Linked DNA regions of Mus musculus: all the other regions are linked to region 1. Evidence: chromatin contacts called from public promoter capture Hi-C data. All regions are on one chromosome and are shown on one strand. Each heading gives the region's core, a stretch centred on a gene start, on an enhancer-like site or on the middle of the called end of the contact. The rest is flanking DNA. Distances are from core to core; before and after follow the strand shown.

Region 1 (2,644 bases), core at 68-2,567:
TGGGAGAGTACGGCGGCAAGGCATTCAGAAGGCACACACTGAATAAGTAAGTGTGTTTCCTTGAGAATCTTAAATGCTCTGAAAAGTGTCGGCAAAGATTAGAGAAAGAGGAGCAGCACCTGCCTGGAGACAATGACATTTTCCCGTGAGCATTGGAGAGGCACCAGGAGCAATCAATTATAGTCAACAGAAAAACTAATCAATTTAAGGTGGCAGTGAAGAAAACACCCTTACCAAAACCACACTGCTGGCAACAATCTTATCTACTAATCCTCTAACCCCCTCCCCCAACACACACCAATATAAGGTGGGTGATGTGACCAAGAATTCCCCACAATCCCAACTGGCTCAAGGAAAAGTAATTTTCTATTGGTGACCCACAGGACTTTGGAAAGCTGGCATCCTTATGACCATTCTTAACCAGCAGCCATGGGTTATGATCCACACTTTGGGATGCTATGTATTTTAAAGCTCTTGGAGCAGTCCTCCGGAGCATCTTATAAGGACACTTATGCGCTTGCTGGAACACAGTAAGAAGCTGCACTCAAAACAGTTCAGCTCATCAGAATCACACCAGGTACAAACTTAGAATGAACCTGTGTATGAGTCTCCAACTTGGCAACAAAAGAGCCAAAGGCCAACAGAAGGAGGCAGCTCCTTGCACCGCTGCGCCAACCAGGGTCTAAGACTTCCAGAGTTTCATTCCCTTAGTATTATACGGAGTGGGGTGCGGTGAAAGACATACCACAGAGGCCATGTAAATTCAAAAATAAGAAACAGAAATAAAAAGCTGAGACGATGCCCTGGAGTCACTCAGCTAGGCCTGTCATCAGTTTCCCGAAGGGACCATCACACATGGGAGTCCTGTGTCCAAGCAACTGATCCCTCCACCTCCTTTGCTGAGGTAGTGGGTGGCAGGGCGAATGATGAGGAGAATTTGGATCTTAGCTTGCCACTGCCTAGCCCAAGTGTTGATGATAGTAGCATCTGCTCCGCAGGCTACGCGCAGGCAGAGGATGTGAGCGATCGTGGGAACGCACTAAGGGCTTGTCAGGCAGTAGATCCTATGATAGCTTTGGCTGTTTTTCCAATTCTGGAGGACAAGACACGAGACGGGCAGGAGGTGGGCTCGCAGCCCGGGCCTATGAGTTCCGGAAGGCCCAGTGGCCTTGCCTTAAATTCCCGCTCCGAGACCCAGAGAGAGGCAGGACAAGCAAACTTTGAGGACGTAGAGGTGGTCTGTCTCAAAGCCACGACTATCGCAGGGATCGCGACACTTACCATAGCTGCAGCAGCGGCGACCCACGGCCTCGGACGTGGCAGCTCAAAACGCTTCACTTCCGGTGCCGGCCCGCAGCCGGCAGGCTGTCACCCAGGATCTTCCGGTCAGCAACACACTCGACTCACACAAAGGTTCCGCGTCTTCTGGATCCTCGGCCCCGCCCTCCTGCAGTTCTGCCTTTATCTTGGCTACTGTTGGGCTCTGGTTGCTGTGGCGACCCTAATCCAGGGATTTTATGATTTGAAGCCGTCGCTAGCAGGTTTTTTATTTAGACTAAGTTTTTTCTGGTTCCTGAGATGCATACATAAAATGACTAGTCATTATAGCTTCACTCTCCTTTTCTGCGGGTTCCGGGTCCCACTGGCTTATCATGACCATCGTAGAGGTTAATTTCTCAAGTAGACTGGGCTAGTGCTTTGTTAGGTCTTGCTTAAGTTTCTTTCCATTTAATTTGATGTTGACTATTGGCTTGCTGTATATTGCCTTATTATGTTTAGGTATGGTCCTTGTATCCATAATCCCTTTAAGACTTTTAACATGAAGGGGTATTGGATATTGTTAAGGGCTTTTTCATCATCTAATGAGATGATCATGTGGGCTTTTTTCAGTTTGTTTATATGGTAAATTACGTTGATGGATAAAGCAATTCCACTAAATTCAGGGACAAGACAAGGCTGACCACTCTCTCACTATCTATTCAACATAGTACTTGAAGTTCTACCTAGAACAAAAAGACAATTAAATGAGATCAAGGGGATACAAATTGAAACGGAAGAAGTCAAAGCTTCATTGTTAGTTGATATGATAGTATACAAAAATGCACCAGCTTTCTTAAGGGATGGCAAGCAGAGAGTCTCAAGTCCCTGGGAGTCTGACTGTTTCAAGGGAGAACAACTGGAACCTCCCCAAACTCTTGTTTTTAGCTTTGGTGCTTACACAGCACTGAAAGGGGAACACAGAGCCCCAGGGCAGCTCCTCAGATGCACGTGGTCACATTTCCCCACCACACTTAGAAGCCAAGTGGCCCAGAGTAGAACCTCCACTCCCATTAGCTAAATCCTTTGCTGGGCAGTGGTGGCGCATGCCTTTAATCCCAGCACTTGGGAGGCAGAAGCAGGCAGATTTCTGAATTGAAGGCCAGCCTGGTCTACAGAGTGAGTTCCAGGACAGCCAGGGCTCTACAGAGAAACCCTGTCTTGAAAAAAAAAATCTTTCTGGTCGTATGTTGAAACTGGGATTGAATACCTTGGCTGAAGATAGCTACCAGCAAGATGCCAAGACTCAAGGAGTGTGAAGGCTTTTTGGAGAGGGGCCTGGAGAGTGGCAGCCTTATATCATGACACCGCCCTCACCCCTGGCTGT
Region 2 (2,644 bases), core at 92-2,591, 2.9 Mb after region 1:
CCATCTTCGCTACCGAAGGTCAAGCAAGGGGGTGGCAGGGCTCCAATCCTATCTCAGGGTTTGTCCCAGGGGAAATCCCATAGGCAGGAAGGAGATTCGGGGAACTACAAGTTTGGGGAAACAGCAAAAGCTTTAGGCCTGCAGCGACTTCCTAGTGCTGATAGCTTACTTTTAAACAGTTTCAAGGGCTGGTGAGGAGGCTCTATGAGTAAAGCGCTTGCTGCCAAAGCCTCAGGACCTAAGTTTAATCCTCAAAAGTCACAGGAAAGCGGACGGGGAGAAACGACTGATGCCACAGAGTTGTCTTGCACACAGCCACTATGACCCACAGGTACACATGTACATGCGCTCTCTCTCTCTCTCTCTCTCTCTCTCTCTCTCTCTCTCTCTCTCTCTGGTGTGTGAGTGAGTGTGCATCTGTCTGTTTCTCAATAATAAGTAAGTAAGTAAGTAAGTAAATAAATAAATAAATAAAGACAATTTCAAGCATTTTCTTCGACATACTTTTAGGTTAAACAACCCAGCCTCCCCAAAGGTCTGGGCTCAAAGCTTACCCTGACTGCATTGTATGACCCTGTCAAATCCTTTCTATTTTCAATCTGGAGTTCATCACCAGTTTAAACAACTATGACCCTAGGACTTCATCCACAATAAACACTGTCGACATTGGGCTTCAGGCTCCAGAGAGATAGTGAGGTGCCGGAGATCTCAAAGAAGAGAACGGGCCCCAAAGAATCAGGAGACAGGTGGAGTTTAGCCCTGAAACTATACGTGAGTGGCATATTGTGTAGCCCTTTGGTTATGGCCCACCGCACCAACAGCGACGGAGAAACAAGTGTCTGGATGAGTAATCATCCTAGCGTTGGCTTTCCAGCTGTAAAATCTTAAGGTCTTGCTGAAACCCTCTTCCCGCCTCTAAGATCGTGTTTCTAGGAAGCTGGCTGAGAGGAGGATGAGGTGAGCACAAGTGTAGCCGGCCGTTGGATTCACGTGCCCTGCTAAGATTTTGCCCGGAAAGTACCTTATCTAGGAGATGTTAGGCGCCTTGCCACCCTCAGCCCTTGGCTGGAAGCCCGCAGTGCGCCAGGCTGGCAGGGGGAGGAGACTCGCGCACTGCGGCTGGGGGTGCAAGTGCTCAGGCTCTAGCGCCCTGCCTGATCGCGGCCCCAGGGTCGAAGGTAGGGTGCTCCAAGGATGCCCACTACCTTTGCAGTCTGAGCATCACTCACCGTTCAGTCATCGCGCGGTCCAGAGGCCACCAGCAAGAGAGGTCGCGTGCACTAGAATTGTGCCTGCACGGACTCAAGAGCCCTGCATCTGCTGCAGGGATCAAGTCCGTCCCAGCCCACCCTAGACACACCTCCTCCCGCCCCCGAACACGCCCCTCTCCGCCCTGGACACGCCCCTTCTCTCTGGTCAACTGCTTTGCCTATCAGCCCATCTCTTCCTTCTAGGGTGCTTGGTACTGATGCCCCTCAAGTAGACCCCGAGCATTTGCTCACTTGTTCGATCTTTACGGACACCACTAAGCGCTTCGCGCATCACTTAAGTCCCCAATCCTCGAGGGCACCCCAGGACGCAAAGAGAAAGCAGTAGGAGTGGGTCCCCAGGGGCCCTCGGTCTACACAGGCGGAGGCCAGGGAGCCTGGGTAACGCAGATACTTGGGTTTCAACAAAGACCTCTGCGCAGGCGCTACAGCTACTACTGTGCGCTTCCTAGGGAGGGTGGAGTGTGTGTTCGCGCGCGTGAAGTCTGGGACATTTATTTATTGTCCAGGTGGCACCTGCAAGCAAAGTTGTGGCTTCTCAGAAAGCTACATTAAAAAATAGGAGCTGGTGAATTTAAAAAGTTAGTTTCCTCTCTCTCGGTCGCTGTTTTCTGAGGAGATTGGCCAGCGCTGAGGCAGAGCCCCAGGCTATAGGCTGGGAGCTTAGGGAAGCTGGGCGGCTGTGAGGCAAGGGAGCTTTGTTGACTCTGTTTTATTTCATGGTTCCCAGTCCTGACTTCAGGACCTCTTGCCCTCCCTCGCAAAGTAAGTCATCTCAGCTCGGCTCATTCCCTGGTTTCTAACCCTCTTAGAGTCACAGGGCCGTTTTAGAGTATGAAGTGGGACTTCTAAAAGTGTAGGTACTCACGTATTTGAAAACAGACGGCATTAGAGTCTCTGGACCCCAATGCAGCGCACCGTGCCAATTATGGCCGGCGAAGAGATGGCAAAGAGATTGTGCTCCGCCCTTTACTTCCTGTGTCACAGACTCTCTGTCTATTTCCCTACCTGCAGCGGGCTAAAAATGACCAGCCTGCAGTCCCTCTTCAACTTAGCTTTCACTCGTGTTCTTAGAGAGTGATCCATTCTCTGCCAACTAGGGTTTCCTGTGGTTGGTGACCTGTTGTTGGAACCCATGTTTCTTCCCACAGCCCGAAAGCATCAGAACTGAGCTCATTATTTGGGTGCTTCGAAAAGTTTTGACAAACCAAAAGCACGGAATTCCACCGTAACTCCCAACTTCTCCAATTCACCCCTGTGCAACTGAAGAAGTCAACAGCCGGTGGGGAGGGCGAGTCTCCCTGTGGCTCTCCAGCATGAGTCGTGCTCTCTGCCCCAGTTCACCTTGTTGTCTCTCTCACCTTGCTTGGGACATA
Region 3 (2,644 bases), core at 41-2,540, 2.6 Mb after region 1:
TTTAGCAGCTTTACCTTCTAAGTACAGAGGTTTCTTCCCACTTCCTGTTTGTTCCCTTGTTTGGACAGATGCAAGATTTTGGTCTCAGGACTCAGAGCTTTGTTTTAGATGAAGAGAGGCTTCAGAAATCTCTTGGGTAGGGAATCCTTGTGTTAGGAGACTCTAGCTTTGCCTAAATAATATTTCCAGCTCCACAACTACTCAGACACTTCTAGAACTTGGAAATCTTTGTCACTTCGGATGGCAGGCTCCCACACCCCCAAATCACTTAATTGACTCTTCTTGCCCATGTACGACACTAATGGAAGTTTAGTCCTGCCTTATAGGAAAGCCTGCCACCAGGGCAGGAGGATTCTCTCAGGTTGTAGCTGCTGCTTCCCACAGCAAAAATCTGCACGAAAAAAATTCACCATTCCATCTTCTAGATGAATGTTGCTTTCAAGGTGATCTACAGGAATGGACCCATTTTTTGCTTTGCTACATGGATCCAGATGTTTTGTCTCCTGACAGTTTGCTCTCTAAACAGCATAGTATGCAAACTGACCAGCATATTTGAGTATGCTGAGTAACCTGATTAGCTAAACCAACAGACTTACTTCTAGACAATAGAAAATCGTGGAGTACTGCAGGGATTGCCTTACAAATCTCTCATGAATTTAAAAAAAAATACCTTGAATGTACCGTGTAATAAAGATTATTGGATAAATAAAACTGCCAGTGGCCAAAACCTCTCCTTCTGTAAGATGTGACTTAGGAAAATTAGAATGTCAAGAAATTGTAAAAGTTAGGAATGATAGCTTCTGAGAGAATCTTTGGGTCCAACCAACAGTACTGTGGTGGGGACAAGTCACAACACCAGTGTACAGGTATAATCAGGGATGAGTTTAATGTAGACAAAGTAGAGTCAAATACGTCTTGTCTACATGGACAGAAATATCCTCATAAAAATTATGAATACCATATTTACATATCCATACCATATACACTCAGAGTCTCTCTAGGTTAGGGAGTGAGAGAAAAAACAAAACAAAAAACCCTGCTCGTCCATACACACAAACGTTTTACCGCGTAGTTCTCGCTCCCACTTCATTTGCTAGCGCACCGGAAGGTTTACCTTTCTCTACACTGAGAAGGTGAAGCCGGGCGGAGTCTACCAGCAGCCTCACCCAGCGCCAGTCTACCAGGCGGCCGCCGCCGCTACCCCGCCTTCCCAGCGCCCCAGGTCGCCAAAGCAACGCTTTTAGCCTGAGGCGCGGCGGGGCACGTGACCGGCGCGTCACGTGACCGGTCAGTCGGCGTCCTCTCGCTGGGTGGTGTAGGCTGCGCGCTGACCCAGCGGCCCTGCTGCGTCCGGCCCGGGTCATGCAGGAAGCGGGCCGCGCGTGGAGCTCCGCGCCCACCTGAGCTGCTCGCGCCGAGGTGCGGCGTGGCGGGGCCGCGCGCTCCGGGCCACCAGGGGTGTGGCCGCTGGGAGGCCGCGACAGGTGGGTGCGCGGAGGTCTCGGGCCGGGGAGAGGCCGCGTGCTGCGGGGCGGGGTCCGGTCACCCTATCGGCGGGCGGCCGAAGGTCTCGGGCTCTCTCAGGTGAAGTCCTGCCCGGGCTGGGCTGTGAGGGCGCGCACCGGGCAACCCTCCCTCCCTGCCTCTGCTTCAGTCTCCGCGTCCGTCCGAGATGGAAGTGTGGATTCCTGGTGTCTGAGTGCCTGACGTGGCGTCTGGACGGTGCTGCTCTAGTAGAAGCGCTGGAGGCAAAGCGTAGGTAGGCTGCTTTACATTTTAATCGCCGCCCATTTGCTCGTCTTTAAAAATGTTTTTTTTTTTTTTTTGGACTCCTTCATCTGAGTCAAGTTTTTTTAAATAGGGAATTTATTAGGGGAGGATTATAATGGCTCACGTTCTTCTCACGTATCTTTAACGCAGCTAAACCTCCCTTAAAAAGAAAACACGCTTCTCTGAAAGCCCATTTGAAAAAAAAAAAAAAAAAAAAAACAACAACAAAGGAAGAAAGAAAGCCAGCCCTTTTCTGCTTCTTTGTCTCCCCCACGTAAAGACACACAGTGGTCATACAGCTGTCAAGATTTATTATGAAGTGGTTTTTTTTTTTTTTTTTTGTCGTTTTATGTTTTTGTTAATTTGATGATGTCTCAAGATACGTATGAAGTATGGCCCTTCCCATTATTTTTTTTTTTCTTTATTTTGTTCGATTATATGTTATGCAATTAGAGAAATAATAAATATATAACTTATCTCTTGGAAAAAACAGCAGTATTTCTGATCAGCCCCAGGAGGGACTGCAATCGTGCTTCTATATAGTAGACTTCACATGTACTTGCTTGGTTAGTTACTCAAAATGGGAGTGGAATACTTCATTTAGAATACTCAAATCACGTGCTGTGAAAAAGAATGTATGAACTATACATGGAATGATGTGGACACTTTTTTTTTTAAAAACTAAATGTTGAAAATCTGAAGCAAGAAAATTTTGCATTTTGAGAGATTCAGTGTGTGAGACCCTATGTTCAATAAAATCAAACGAAATATCCTGTTGGATGCAGTGAATGAGGGTATGCAGAGTGTGAAATTACTGAGGAAGTTAAAATAAAGAGCCATGTGTACTTTCCTAACTTCTTGTTTCTGGAGACTT
Region 4 (2,644 bases), core at 63-2,562, 2.3 Mb after region 1:
GAAGAACTGCTCGCGCGCGGGGAAAACCGACACGAGGCGGCTGTAGAGGTCGCCGCGGCCCGCGCCGCCCGCGCACTGCAAGCCCAGTTGGATGTAGGACTCGGTGAGCTTCTTGGCGTCGCCACCCGCGCCGCGGGGCAGGCAGATGCGCGCCAGCAGGCTGCGCGCCTGGCTGTCCTTGTCGCCCGCACGCGCCTCGCTGTTGAGCGCCAGGTACGCGTAGGGCTGCGCGCTGTGCGGTGGCACCGCCGGGTGCAAGAAGGCACGCACGAAGCCCAGCTTGTGCTGCTCCTTGGCGCCCTGCTTGATCTTCAGGATGTTATCGTCCGACGGGTTAAGGTCGAAGGTGAAGAGCTTGGCCAAGTCTCCACGCGCGTCCAGGGAGCGGATAGCGATCTCGGGCGTGTTCTCGAAGCGGTGGTCTTCTAGGCTACGGTTGCGCGGGAAGAAAGCGCTGCCGAAGCCGGTGTACGTGGCGCCCACGAGCAGACGGCTGCCCCCGGTGCCCGAGGTAGGCGGCAGCACCAGTCCCACAGTGGACGCGTTGGGGTGGTTGGCGGCCACGTTGAGCATGCTGGGGAACACGGTGACCGGTTCTGCGGTCGGCGCGGCAGGCGGAAAGCTCACGGCCAGGGCTGAGATGTTGCCCCGGCGCCTCAGCTGGCACAGACCCTGGTAGATGGAGCCGCACGCGACCACCAGACCCTGGCCCGGGTCCAACTGCAGGATTTTGTTGTAGTTGTCCGTGAGGCGCCGCGGGTGCTCGCACGAGGCCTGCGGGAGCTGCGGGGCGTGACACAGCGGGCTGTCCGGCACGGGACCCACGGTCGCCTCGGCTTCCAGGCTCAAGTTGGCACTCGACAGTTGGTACAGGCGGTTCACTGCCGCCAAGTACACGGTGCCCGCCGTGCCGTCCAGGGCGAAGTTGTTGGTGGGCGTGGGCGAGGGGAAACGGCGCTGGATCTCTAGGGCGCCGGCCCGTGCCGCCCCGAGCAGCAGCAGCAGAGGCAGCGGCAGCAGACCAGGGCCCCGCGAGTGAGGGCGCGGACGCAAGGGGACGGCCGCGGCGGCCCGGGCGCTAGGGGGTGCGCCGCCCGCGGCGCGACGAGCCATCCAGGCGAGCGCGGGCTGCGCGGCGCGGCGAGTGCATGGGGCGCGGCGCGGCCGGGAGCCGGGAGCTCGGAGGCGGCGAGAGGCGGGGGGGGGGCCCGGGCCGCGAGGCGCTTCCTGCCCGCGCCTGCCGCCCCCGGCCCCGGCGCCCCGGCCCGACTCTGGCGAGGCGCTCAGCCCGGGGGCGGCTCCGTGGAGACCACGCCCACAGCCCATCTCCCCGCCCCAGCAGCTTGGCCCACGCCCTTTCGCCCCGGGCCACGCCCCCGGCCACGCCTCTGGGCCACGCCCCGCGGTCCGAGGTCACTGGTGGCCGATACCCGGGCAGTCGCAAGTTGCCTGCCTCTTTCCTGGTTCCTGGCCAGCTCCTGGAATGTCTTCCTCTCGCTTGTTTGTTATCCTTCCTCTCTTTCTCCTCGCTCTAGTACCTTCTCTGTTCTGTTTCTGGGCTCCCGTTTGCCTTCCACCGCCTCTCAGAGTTTCGCTCTTTCAATCTCTCGGACTCCCCTACTCCGATCCTGTCAACTCCGCCCCGTGTCTCTCCCGCGTCACTCCCTCTCCCTCATCTGCGTTTCCTTTTTTTTTTTTTTCTTTCTGTTCCCGCTGCTCTCCCTCTCTACTCTTTTCCTCTCCTTGCCCCTAAAGCCCTCCATTTCCCCTCAACCGCCTGCCCCTTCTGGCCACAGTCCCCCTCCCCGCCCCCCCCGCCCCCCCCCCCCCCCGCTCACACCCCCTATGTTCTCCAAGCCTCACTCTAAAGACCAGCCAGACCAGGGACATCAGGCCCCTGGCTAACCTATGGTCTGTTCCCCGAACTGCTCTGTAAAAGGAGTTTGCAAGCAGCAGGCTCCGGGGACAAACTTGACAATCCCACAGCAAAAGTAGGAAACTGTGTTGAGAGGAAGTTCATTCCTCTTGCAAGGGCAGGCTGGGCTGAGCAGAACACCAGACACAGGGCCTTACTTTCTGGATAGAGCCAAACCCCGCAGACCCCCAGGACCTTGCCCTTAGGCCAAGGTTCTGAGAAACCTAAAGTCATTCCACATATGAGCTGGCACTGGGCACCGGACTCCTTTGACCTTCAAAGGAACAGGTAGGCCCTGGGATAAAGGCAAGGAGTCATTTTCCTAAGGTCATAGAAACCCAGGTGATCCTCTCCATAGCATGGGAGTGCCCACATAGGACCACACCAAATGCTAACCTCCTTACAAAGACTCAACCCACTTTCCGTGCATGGAAACTGAGGCCCCAGAAGTAAAGCCCAAAATACACCGCTAAGGGGGAAGGTGGGACACAGACCCATTGTTTGAAGCCACAGTTCCAGCTACAAGTTCTCAGTCAGGGTCTCCTAGCAGCTTGCAGCTGTCACTTGAGGCCTAGTGGCCCTCTCTCAGAGGGTGACCTTGCTCCCACCAGATAGGAAGGAAGGATGGGGAGGGGCTTTCCCTGTGCCTGAAGGGTCAGCAGCAAGGGCTCAGAGCCCAGCCATCCCCATTTCCCTGGCCCCCACCCCAACCTTCCTGTCCCTGTGCCT

The links. Promoter capture Hi-C pulls out the DNA fragments that hold promoters and counts their contacts. Capture Hi-C pulls out chosen DNA fragments and counts their contacts.
Region 2: a promoter capture Hi-C map of liver shows a contact between it and region 1, with 4 times the contacts expected there. The contact joins the promoter of Rassf4 here to the promoter of Sec13 in region 1. A contact is called at or near these places in 2 of 39 promoter capture datasets (liver and pre-B cells) and 1 of 484 Hi-C or Micro-C datasets (the N1E-115 cell line).
Region 3: a promoter capture Hi-C map of liver shows a contact between it and region 1, with 7 times the contacts expected there. The contact joins the promoter of Marchf8 here to the promoter of Sec13 in region 1. A contact is called at or near these places in 2 of 39 promoter capture datasets (both in liver).
Region 4: a contact with region 1 is called in a promoter capture Hi-C map of pancreatic islet. The contact joins the promoter of Plxnd1 here to the promoter of Sec13 in region 1. A contact is called at or near these places in 1 of 39 promoter capture datasets (liver) and 1 of 9 other capture datasets (pancreatic islet).

The regions. Positions count from the first base shown.
Region 1 is chr6:113,739,364-113,742,007 of GRCm38.p6, forward strand. It overlaps Sec13 (SEC13 homolog, nuclear pore and COPII coat complex component), which reads right to left and starts at 1,318. Exons shown (of 9, transcript NM_024206.4): 1 at 1,282-1,318. The coding sequence starts at 1,284.
Region 2 is chr6:116,672,495-116,675,138 of GRCm38.p6, forward strand. Rassf4 (Ras association (RalGDS/AF-6) domain family member 4) reads right to left here and starts at 1,342. Exons shown (of 11, transcript NM_178045.4): 1 at 1,230-1,342.
Region 3 is chr6:116,336,732-116,339,375 of GRCm38.p6, forward strand. Marchf8 (membrane associated ring-CH-type finger 8) reads left to right here and starts at 1,291. Exons shown (of 8, transcript NM_001302383.1): 1 at 1,291-1,484; 2 at 1,655-1,759.
Region 4 is chr6:115,993,693-115,996,336 of GRCm38.p6, forward strand. It overlaps Plxnd1 (plexin D1), which reads right to left and starts at 1,313. Exons shown (of 36, transcript NM_026376.3): 1 at 1-1,313. The coding sequence starts at 1,113.